2 separate regions of the Sus scrofa genome follow, and region 2 is linked to region 1. The links are chromatin contacts, called in public HiChIP or PLAC-seq maps. All regions are on one chromosome and are shown on one strand. The core of a region is the stretch at or near the end of the contact, and the rest is flanking DNA. Distances in the headings are between cores, read along the strand shown.

Region 1 (4,567 bases), core at 1,139-3,638:
GGGAGGTGGTGGGACTCAGATGTGAATCCAGACCACCTGGCTCCAGAGTCCAAGCTCTGCCCCTGCCTCGGCACTCTCACAAACCCAGTTCTCTTTCTCTGCCTCACCTCAATATCTGAGATGGCAGATCGTAAGGCGCAAGACCAGTTGACAAGCTGCCGGCTCCGGTACAACAGCCCAGCCTTGTAGAGCCGCACAAAAGCTTCCGTCACAGCCACTGAGGAGCCCTAGAATGACCTGAGTGTCCACATCAGTGTCCACAATGGCCCCACTCAAGCTGCGGTACCCTCCCCACCCCAACACACACAGCAGCCCGCCTCCCTATAGAGATCTCTAAACACCTCCCTGACACCCACAGGGACTGTGGCACTCACAGCATCCATGGTAAAACATTCTCGGTCCCAGTCCAGGGAGGCCCCCAGCACGCGGAGCTGCTGACAGATCTCTCCACCCTTCCTATGCCGAGAGATTTTGGGCAGCAAACATGCCCCAAACACCAACTACACACCAAGCCCAGTGAAACCCCACTTATGCCGGGTGCTGGAGTGAGTTTGGCATTGATCTAGCCTCTCGAAGCCAATGGAGACAGATAAACCCAGAATGGGGCCTTCTAGGACAATGAAAGAAGCATAAAAGTTCTGCGGTAACAGGGGAAGAAGCAGCTGATTTGTGAGAAACCCAAAGAAGCTTTACAGAGAAAATGGCATGTGATAACAGACCTGGAAGAAAGAGGGTAATTTCAAGTGGATGGGAAGTGGGAATAAGTGAAGAGGAGAGACGATGAAATCTAAACACAGGAAACAGGATAAAGGGAGAAGAAAAATTCACACATATATACATGCACATACATAAATACTTTTCAGTGTATACAACGTGCACGCGCACGCACACACACACACACACACCCCAAGCTCGGAGACCCCACCAAATGCTCCCAGAGCTTACGTCACCATGGGAAGTTAGGACTGAATGAGAAGAGCCTCGCCTACGCGTTAGGGGAGAGGGGCTGGAAAGCCAGGACCCAAACCTGTGGCATTGGCCCCTCCCGCCCCGCCCACCATACTCACTCCTCCTTCCACTTCCACACCTCCCTAAGGAAGTCTTCTCGGCTCAGCTCACGTCTCCTCAGCCCTCGTTCCTTCCACAGCTTTTTCTCCACCACAGCCTACAGTAAGATGAGGGCGCAGAGAATCGGGTCACTTTGGGGGAAGAAAGCTCTTTCACCCAAGAAAAGGGAAAAGTGGCAAAAAACATACTTGAGTAGCAATCCCTGCATGATCTGAGCCAGGGACCCACAGCACCCGATCCCCACGCATCCGGTGCCTGCAAAAGAAATAACCTCACATGAATCCCTGGCCTTACCTGTTTATCCTTCGCACACTTTCTCCTTCCCCTCCAGAACTCAAGTAGCCCATTCTCCTCTCACCAGCGCACGAGGGCATCCTGTATGGCCACCGTCAGGGCGTGCCCGATGTGCAGGGAGCCAGTGACGTTAGGGGGTGGGATACACATGGAAAAGGTCTCCCCTGTAGCCTGAGGCAGCCTGGTCTAGAAGCAAGGAGAAAAGTCAGAGAGGGCTGGATGTTCCCTGGAGAAATAGCACCCTCTGGTGTCTGCAAGGCAGAAAGAAATGCAGAAAAAATAAGCAAATTAATAAGGAAGGGAAAAACCTACAGAGAACAATTGTGGAGACACCAACTCCACCAGCCATTTCGCCTTGTGGACCACTTAGCACTCCTCCCTGCTGGGTACTAACCTGATATTCTGGTTTGAAGAAGCCCTCTCGCACCCACCATGGGTACCAGGCAGCCTCAACATACCGGGGGCTGTATGCAGGAGGCAGGGGCCGGGAGACATCTATGGCGACAGACAAGAGCTCCACTAACTCCTGGATTTTGTTCCCAGGTTGCATTTCAGCAAACCAAAGAGGCGATAAAATTGTGAGGGAAGAGGCCTTCCAGTTCTTAATTACCTTTCTTTTCACCGTGTTCCGTGGGGATTTCATACAACACTATCTCCTTAGGAGTCCAGGCCTTAGTGGATTCTGCAGGTGGCTGGGGAGAGAAGCGACCAGAAAAGGGGTTGCAACTCCAGTGTACCCCAGGCATAAGGAATCCAGCCAGTCTCTCCTCCAGCTCCCTCCCAAGCCCCCTCAGAGAACCAAGGACACGCTATCTGACTCCTAACCTTGCCCTTTGCTGCTATGCCAGTCTCCAGCGCCGCCTGCTTCTCTCGCAGGCGCTTCTGTTTGGCTTCACGGTTTCTCCGTGAGATGGGTGATCCATGGGGCTCTGACTGAGTGGAAAGGGAATGGGACCTGGGGAAGCACCGTGTGGGCCTCAGTCCCCTAAGCGGTGGTCGAAAGGAAGCCAGAGGCAAGTGAGGCATCAGGAGTGCTTGCAAAGGGGCCAGGATCTGTTCCAGACAGAGCACATTAGAAGGTATGGGTGTGAGAAAAGGTCACACCTCCTGTTACACCCTATTCCTTACTTCCCGTCTCCTTGGTCTGTCAAATATCGACCCCACCCCACATAACCCATTCCTCCGTGAGGACTAGTGTGCATGGTGTCGACAGGGTCCTGGAGTCATAGAGATCAAGGCTCTTCTGGGACAGGGTCGGAGTCTCAGGCCTTCAACCTGTTTATCTGCGACGTGGGGGAAACAGAGATGCGGACAGAGGCAGGGAAAGGATTCAGGGATTCGCGGAGTTGATAGACATCGGCGTTCCCAAGAGCCGGCAAGGAGTCCCTCCAGGGTCACTGCGAACTCTGTCCTCCCACGAGGCCGTCCGCACTGCCCCCGGCCCAGCTCACTGCCCTGCCTTCCCGCCAGTCACCGCGTGGGCCCCGGCCCCGCAGCGCTTCCCACTCCTACGCGCGCGCTCACCGGGTGGGCCGGCTGCTATCCCAGGGCGCCCCGCGGCAGGGGCGGCAGAGGCTGGGGCTCCGAAGAAGCCGAAGCCGGAACGCGATCCGCAAGCCGCGCGGCGCAGGGAGGCGGGGCCCTGATGGGGCGCAGGCGCGGCCGCTGGCCTCGGCCCCACCTCCTCCCCCTCCCAGTCCAATGGCTGCCGACGAGGAGAAGAGAGGAGCGCGTCTTCCGCGAAGAGACGCCTCCCGGCTAAGCGCCCCGGGTCGCGTGGTTCATTTTCACAATTTTATTAAACAAGAAGAGTCTTGACGTGTGAATAAAAAATACCCCTGAGTTCTGAGGCGGCGTCCGCCTCCAAGCGGCCCGCCGTCACGGTACTGTCACAGTACTGTCCCGCCCGGTCCCGCAGTCTCAAGAGCTGTGCTTCTGCCGCTTCCAGAAGCGCTTGACGTCGCTGTGTCCCGCCGGGGTCACCACCATGAGCCGCTTTGCCGAGTTCTCGAACACTAGGACGCCCAGCTCCCGCGCGTGGGCCAGCAGCAGCTCAAAGTCCACTTGTGACAGGAACTGGTTATAGAGGACGCCTGGGGTCCGCAGGTCAGGAGCGGCGACGAGAGAGAGGTGAGAGCATGAGGTGAGGCGCGGGGCCCAGAGTCTGGGGCTGCCTCAGGGCAGCGGCCTGGGCTTGCCCCCCGCATTTACAAAGGAATCCTGTTTGCCTGTTCTAGGGCTCATCCTAACTCTAGTGTGATCCAGCCATATTCAGAAAGTCAATATAATACAATAAGAAAACCCATTAATGCTTATCAAACCAGGTATATTACTATGAATTATCCTTCGCCATTTCCCTCTTCTAGCTAATCCACATTGCACCGATTTGAAGCAGTTCATTTACTGCTGTCGACTCACCCCATAATAAACCCATGCAGTAAACACTGAGAAATGCATGAATAGCTTTTTCAGCTCATCAAGACTGAATTGTCCTTCCTCCGGCCAATGACCTAGAATCAACCACCAGAAGACACTCACCTTCAGTGAACCGTAGTCTGTCCCTTTCTAGCTCCCACAACCGAATCTGGTCTGTGATGGTGGGAGGCAGCACAGGTGTCTGCAGGGGCAAGGGATGGCTGTACAATCCAGGAATACCAGACAATCCCAACCCTCCTCTCTCCCCAGATCTGGATGCCCCCCTTCTCTTTTCCATCACTTCATCACGAGGTGCCAAGGGCTGTCAGCCTCCAGCAGCTTGGTACTTGTTCGTACCTGTTTAAGCATCACTGGGTGGGCCCTTGTCCTTAGGAAATGGATGATCTAGGAAAACAGACAAGAATTGGGATCAAGGGCTTCAAAATTAGGAAGGCTGGAAAGCTACCCAAGCTGTCACTCATAAAAACTCACAGGCACGTGCCTACCATTATTTCCACCTGTCCCAGTTCAGCTGTTGTCCCAAGCTGCTGTCCCCACTGGTGATGTCTGCTACTCTTCTGACACATTTGCCCTTTCCAAGGTATTTTTTTTTCTTTACAACAACATCATTTTTTGCACTCTTACTGCATGGCAGGCTCTGAGCCAAATGTTTTACCTCTTTCACTGAATCCTCCCAACAACCCTATGAGGTGAAAGCTGTCATTTCCATTTTCCAGTTGAGGAAACTGAGGCTCATAGAAGTGAAACTATGCCATTTATGCAACTAGGA
Region 2 (4,567 bases), core at 689-3,188, 77 kb before region 1:
GGTCTGTGATTGTATTGTCCTTGGGAGTCCTTGCATCTGCAGTGAAATGGCTCCCAGTGGTCTCTGGGTGTGCAGTGCCATAGTCCTCAGGAGTCCCTATCTCTGCCGTGGTGTGGACCTCAGTTGTGCCTGGACCAGGATCAGTGACATGGTGCTCCAGGCTCTCCATGTCATCGATAGAGTGTTTTCTTATCTCTGAGTCTTCAGGGCTGGTCACTGTGTCTTCAGTGGAAAAATTTTGGCTCGTTCCTACTCAAAAAAAGTCTTTTTTAATGTGGATCATTGATGGCCCACAATCATCTGCTCTGCTTAATATTTTTCATAAGTGTCTCCTCCTTTTAAATGACACGTCTCCGCATATAATGTGTTTGGATTTACTGAAAAAAATTTAAGGTAAAGTATAGTTGATTTATCACAATGTTGTGCCAATTTCTGCTGTATGGCAAAGTGACTCAGATACACACACACACACACACACACACACACACACACACACACACACACTTTTTAAATACTCTTTTCCAGCATGGCCAATCCCCAGGAGACTGGATATAGTTCATTGTTGTGTTTGGATTTATTTGAGTTAGGGATCATGTGATATTTTAGGAGTTCCTGTCGTGGCTCAGTGGTTAACGAATCCGACTAGGAACCATGAGGTTGCGGGTTCGATCTCTGGCTTTGTTCAGTGGGTTAAGGATCCAGCGTTGCCATGAGCTGTGGTGTAGGTTGCAGACACGGCTCGGATCCTGCATGGCTGTGGCTCTGGCGTAGGCCAGCGGCTACAGCTCCAATTCGAGCCCTAGCCTGGGAACCTCCATATGCCGCAGGTGCGGCCCTAGAAAAGACAAAAAAAAAAAAAAAAAAAGTATTGAAAAAAAAGGATCATCTGATATTTTAGATTTCATTCTGACAAAACATATTCCACAACACACATTACGGTATGGAGTATCCAGAGCTAAGCCATGTCCTTAGAAGGTCTTCTCACCCAACCTTTGTTTCTGTGCTGTACGGTTCTGGTCTTTTTCCATGGAAAAGTAAGTGTTTTCAGCAGTCCAGTATTCTGACTCCATGTTTGCACGTGCCGCCTCTCATCCAGTTACGCCTGGATCTCCATAAACAAGTGAGGCAGGAGCCACAATTCTTCTTGGAGATTGGATTCAGATCATGGCTGGGTATAGATGATTTAGCCTGAAGCAGCTCCTGGGCCAGATCTGGGGCTAAAGCAGCAAAATTGAAGGCAAGTGATATGAGGTGGTTTGAGGATAGGAGGCATTATAAGGGGCTGTGGGTATGATCTCGTTGGGGTTGACAGCAGCAGTGAACTGGGTATAAGTAGAAAGAAGACGTGAATCTTCTCCATCTCCCCCCACTCTCCCTGAAGGGCATCAGGACTGGCAGTATTTATTCTTTTTTTGTGCTGAGTTCATGGTAATGTGGACATGCCCGGGCCAGGGATCAAACTTGCGCCGCAGTGGTAACAATGCCACATCCTTAACCTGCTAGGCCACCAGGAAACACTGTGGGAGAGTATTTGCTCTTATGAATAAATGTAGCCTGCGTCACATGGTGTAAATTTTGGAGTTTGGGTTTCCTTTGCCCAAAGCAGTTCCCCTACCTGCTGCTGATTCCCCAAATTCCTCAAATAGGGCTCAGATCTTTCACTTCTCATGGAAGGTAACAGAAACTAAACTAAATAATCAAAAGCAGAGAATTTCCTTAAAAGAGGATGTGAGAAAGAGAACAAACTGGACCCTGGAAAGCTAATTCCCTATGGTGAGGAGCTGGGGCGGGTGCAGCATCCAGAGCTTCACAAGGGGGTCTCAGCTATTCCTCACCTCCACAGTCTGTGCCCGCCTGTGTCCTGAGAGGGTCCTTTCCCAGGGATCCTGACCCCTCCTCTCCAGATTGGGGAACCCTTGCACCTTTCTCTCCAAACATTGTTCATTCACCCACTACCAAATACCGCAGCAGCAGGAGAAGGGATGTGGCAGTGCATTTTCTTTTTCATCTCAAGACACTCCACATGGGCTAGAAGCCGGTTGTCTTTTTCTCCTTCCTTCTCTCCACTTGTAGCTTTCCTTCTTAAGCACAACGTGTCTGGGGTTTATGTGTGCTGCTCCCAGGGGAATCCAGGACGCCTGGGTCTTCCTTCCTTCTTTTGGGGAGGAACTGCCTGCTCCTGTACTTTCTATCAGTCAGGGAAGAGGAATCTCTTGCAGAGGAGCGGCAGGGCAGAGAGGGCTGCCGCGAGTGCAGGAGGAAAGCCGTCCCGCCCCAGCGTCTCAGAGATGAGAGGGGGCTTGGACTTCCTTTCCCGGAAGTGGGAGGGGTCTGGCGGCGGTGACAAGGCGAGTCTCTTCAGCCTGCCTGGGGGATAGTCGTGGAGTGAGAAGGACGAGGTGACAGAGGGCATGGAGCACCTTGGCACTTAACCGAAAGGAGGAGCGTCGATGAGGGGGGCAGAAACACCCAACCTCTCTGTCTTCAAAACCTCTCCCTTCTCCAGACATCCACCCAAATCCTTTTCAGTGGTTTCTCTCCCACCTGCAGAGTCACCTCCTTGCTCCTACTACTCCAGTGCCCTCACCCCCACCAAGATTTCCTCAATTACTAGAGAAATTAGTTCAAAGGTCTCATCAGGAGAGGTTGGAATAAGAGGACCCGTACTTCTCCCTTTTCTGACTTCCATCCCTGCCTCCTTTAGCGTCCAGAACATTATTGAGGCTTGTTTTCGTTCAGGGGTAGGAAATTTCCTGCCATTTGTGGGGCTTCTCTCTTTGCCAGTATCCTTTTTTTTTTTTTTTTTTTTTTTTTTTTGGATGCACCCGCAGCATGCAGAAGTTCCCAGGCTAGGAAACCTGAACCACAGCTGTGACAACCACTAGGCCACCAGGGAACTCCTCCAGTGTTTTCTTAAATAGAAGAGGAACTCAGGAATTATAGAAGGGCTTGGGCAATGGTCCCTTCTCAGATTGCAGCTGATTCTGTGAAAGTCAACTTATTGAATGGACGGTTTACAAAACTTAACTGGTTATTTCAACTACTAATTTTGTTTGAATGAATTAAATATTTTCAAGAAGAATATTATTTAGATATATTAAGAATTCATACATAGGAGTTTCATTGTGGCTCGGTGGTAACGAAGCCAACTAGTATCCATGAGGACACAGGTTAGTGGGTTAATCCTCAGTCAGTGGGTTAAGGATCTAACATTGCTGTGAGCTGTGGTGTAGGTCAAAGACACGGCTCAGATCAGGCATTGGTGTGGTTGTGGCATAGGCTGGTGGCTACAGCTCTGATTTGACCCTTAGCCTGGGAATTTCCATATGCCTTGGGTGCAGCCCTAAAAAAAAAGATTAAAAAAAAGAATTCAGGAGTTCCCGTCGTGGCGCAGTGGTTAACGAATCCGACTAGGAACCATGAGGTTGCGGGTTCGATCCCTGGCCTTGCTCAGTGGGTTAACGATCTGGCGTTGCCATGAGCTGTGGTGTAGGTTGCAGACGCGGCTCGGATCCTGCGTTGCTGCGGCTCTGGCGTAGGCTGGTGGCCACAGCTCCGATTGGACCCCTAGCCTGGGAACCTCCATATGCCGCGGGAGCGGCCCAAGAAATAGCAAAAAAAAAAAAAAAAAAGACAAAAAAAAAAAAAAAAAGAATTCATATATATTTTGGAGTTCTCTGGTGGGTCAGTGGGTTAAGGGTCTGGCATTGTCACCACTGTGGAATGGGTTCGATGCACAGCCCGGGAAATTTTGCATGCTGCAGGCACAACCAAAAAGAGAATTCCTATGTATTTCATATAACCAATGAATATATTTTAAAGGACTGTCATAAGGAAAAGATGTTATTTTTTTTAAGTCAAGAGGTACAATTTGCATATAGTAAAATTCACCTTTTTTCTGTAGCCTCAGATCTTTGAGGCTTTTTTGTTTTATTTTAAAACTTTTTATTTTGAGATAATTTTAGATTATAGGAGAGTTGCAAAGATAGTACAGAGAAATTATGTAATTTATGCAATTACAGAAACTAAGAAGTTAACAATGGTACAGCACTATTCACTAAACTACAGAATTTATAAAGAGTTCATGTGTTTTTCCATTGATGTCCTTTTTCTATTCCAGGATATAATCCAGGATTCTGCATTGTATTTACTCACAGGTCTCCTCCAGTCTGTAACAGTTCCTCTATCTTTGTCTTTCATGATGTTGAGACTTTTTTTTGTCCTTTTTAGGGCTGCACCTGCAGCATATGGAAATTCTCAGGGGAGGGGTAGAATCAGAGCTGCACCTGTCGGCCTACACCACAGCCAGAGCAACACCAGATCTGAGCTGTGTCTCGGCAATGCCAGATCCTTAACCCACTGACTGAGGCCAGGAATCGAACTGTCATCTTCATGAATGCTAGTCAAATTCGTTTCCACGGAGCCATGATGGGAACGCCCAGATGTTGACACTTTTGAAGAATATCAACATTTTATGGAATGTTGGTTTGTTTGTTTTCTTATCATTAATTTTATTTAATGATTAAATCATGGTCATGGTTTGTTGGGAAGGATACTGCAGAGAAGA

Evidence for each region. HiChIP or PLAC-seq counts read pairs in DNA pulled down with a chosen protein or histone mark.
Region 2: a contact with region 1 is called in an H3K27ac HiChIP or PLAC-seq map of alveolar macrophages. The contact joins the promoter of LOC110261739 here to the promoter of VARS2 in region 1. A contact is called at or near these places in 2 of 47 Hi-C or Micro-C datasets (alveolar macrophages and embryonic fibroblasts) and 1 of 2 datasets of contacts at active chromatin or transcription factors (alveolar macrophages).

Annotation. Positions count from the first base shown.
Region 1 is chr7:23,402,844-23,407,410 of Sscrofa11.1, reverse strand. It overlaps VARS2 (valyl-tRNA synthetase 2, mitochondrial), which reads right to left and starts at 2,388. Exons shown (of 29, transcript NM_001123214.1): 1 at 2,188-2,388; 2 at 1,973-2,054; 3 at 1,757-1,857; 4 at 1,427-1,548; 5 at 1,257-1,323; 6 at 1,068-1,165; 7 at 375-456; 8 at 108-227. The coding sequence starts at 2,388. It overlaps GTF2H4 (general transcription factor IIH subunit 4), which reads right to left. Exons shown (of 13, transcript NM_001123120.1): 11 at 4,135-4,182; 12 at 3,901-3,979; 13 at 3,283-3,455. The coding sequence ends at 3,283.
Region 2 is chr7:23,479,177-23,483,743 of Sscrofa11.1, reverse strand. LOC110261739 (protein PBMUCL2-like) reads right to left here and starts at 1,938. Exons shown (of 3, transcript XM_021100032.1): 1 at 1,911-1,938; 2 at 1,855-1,908; 3 at 1-249. The coding sequence starts at 1,938.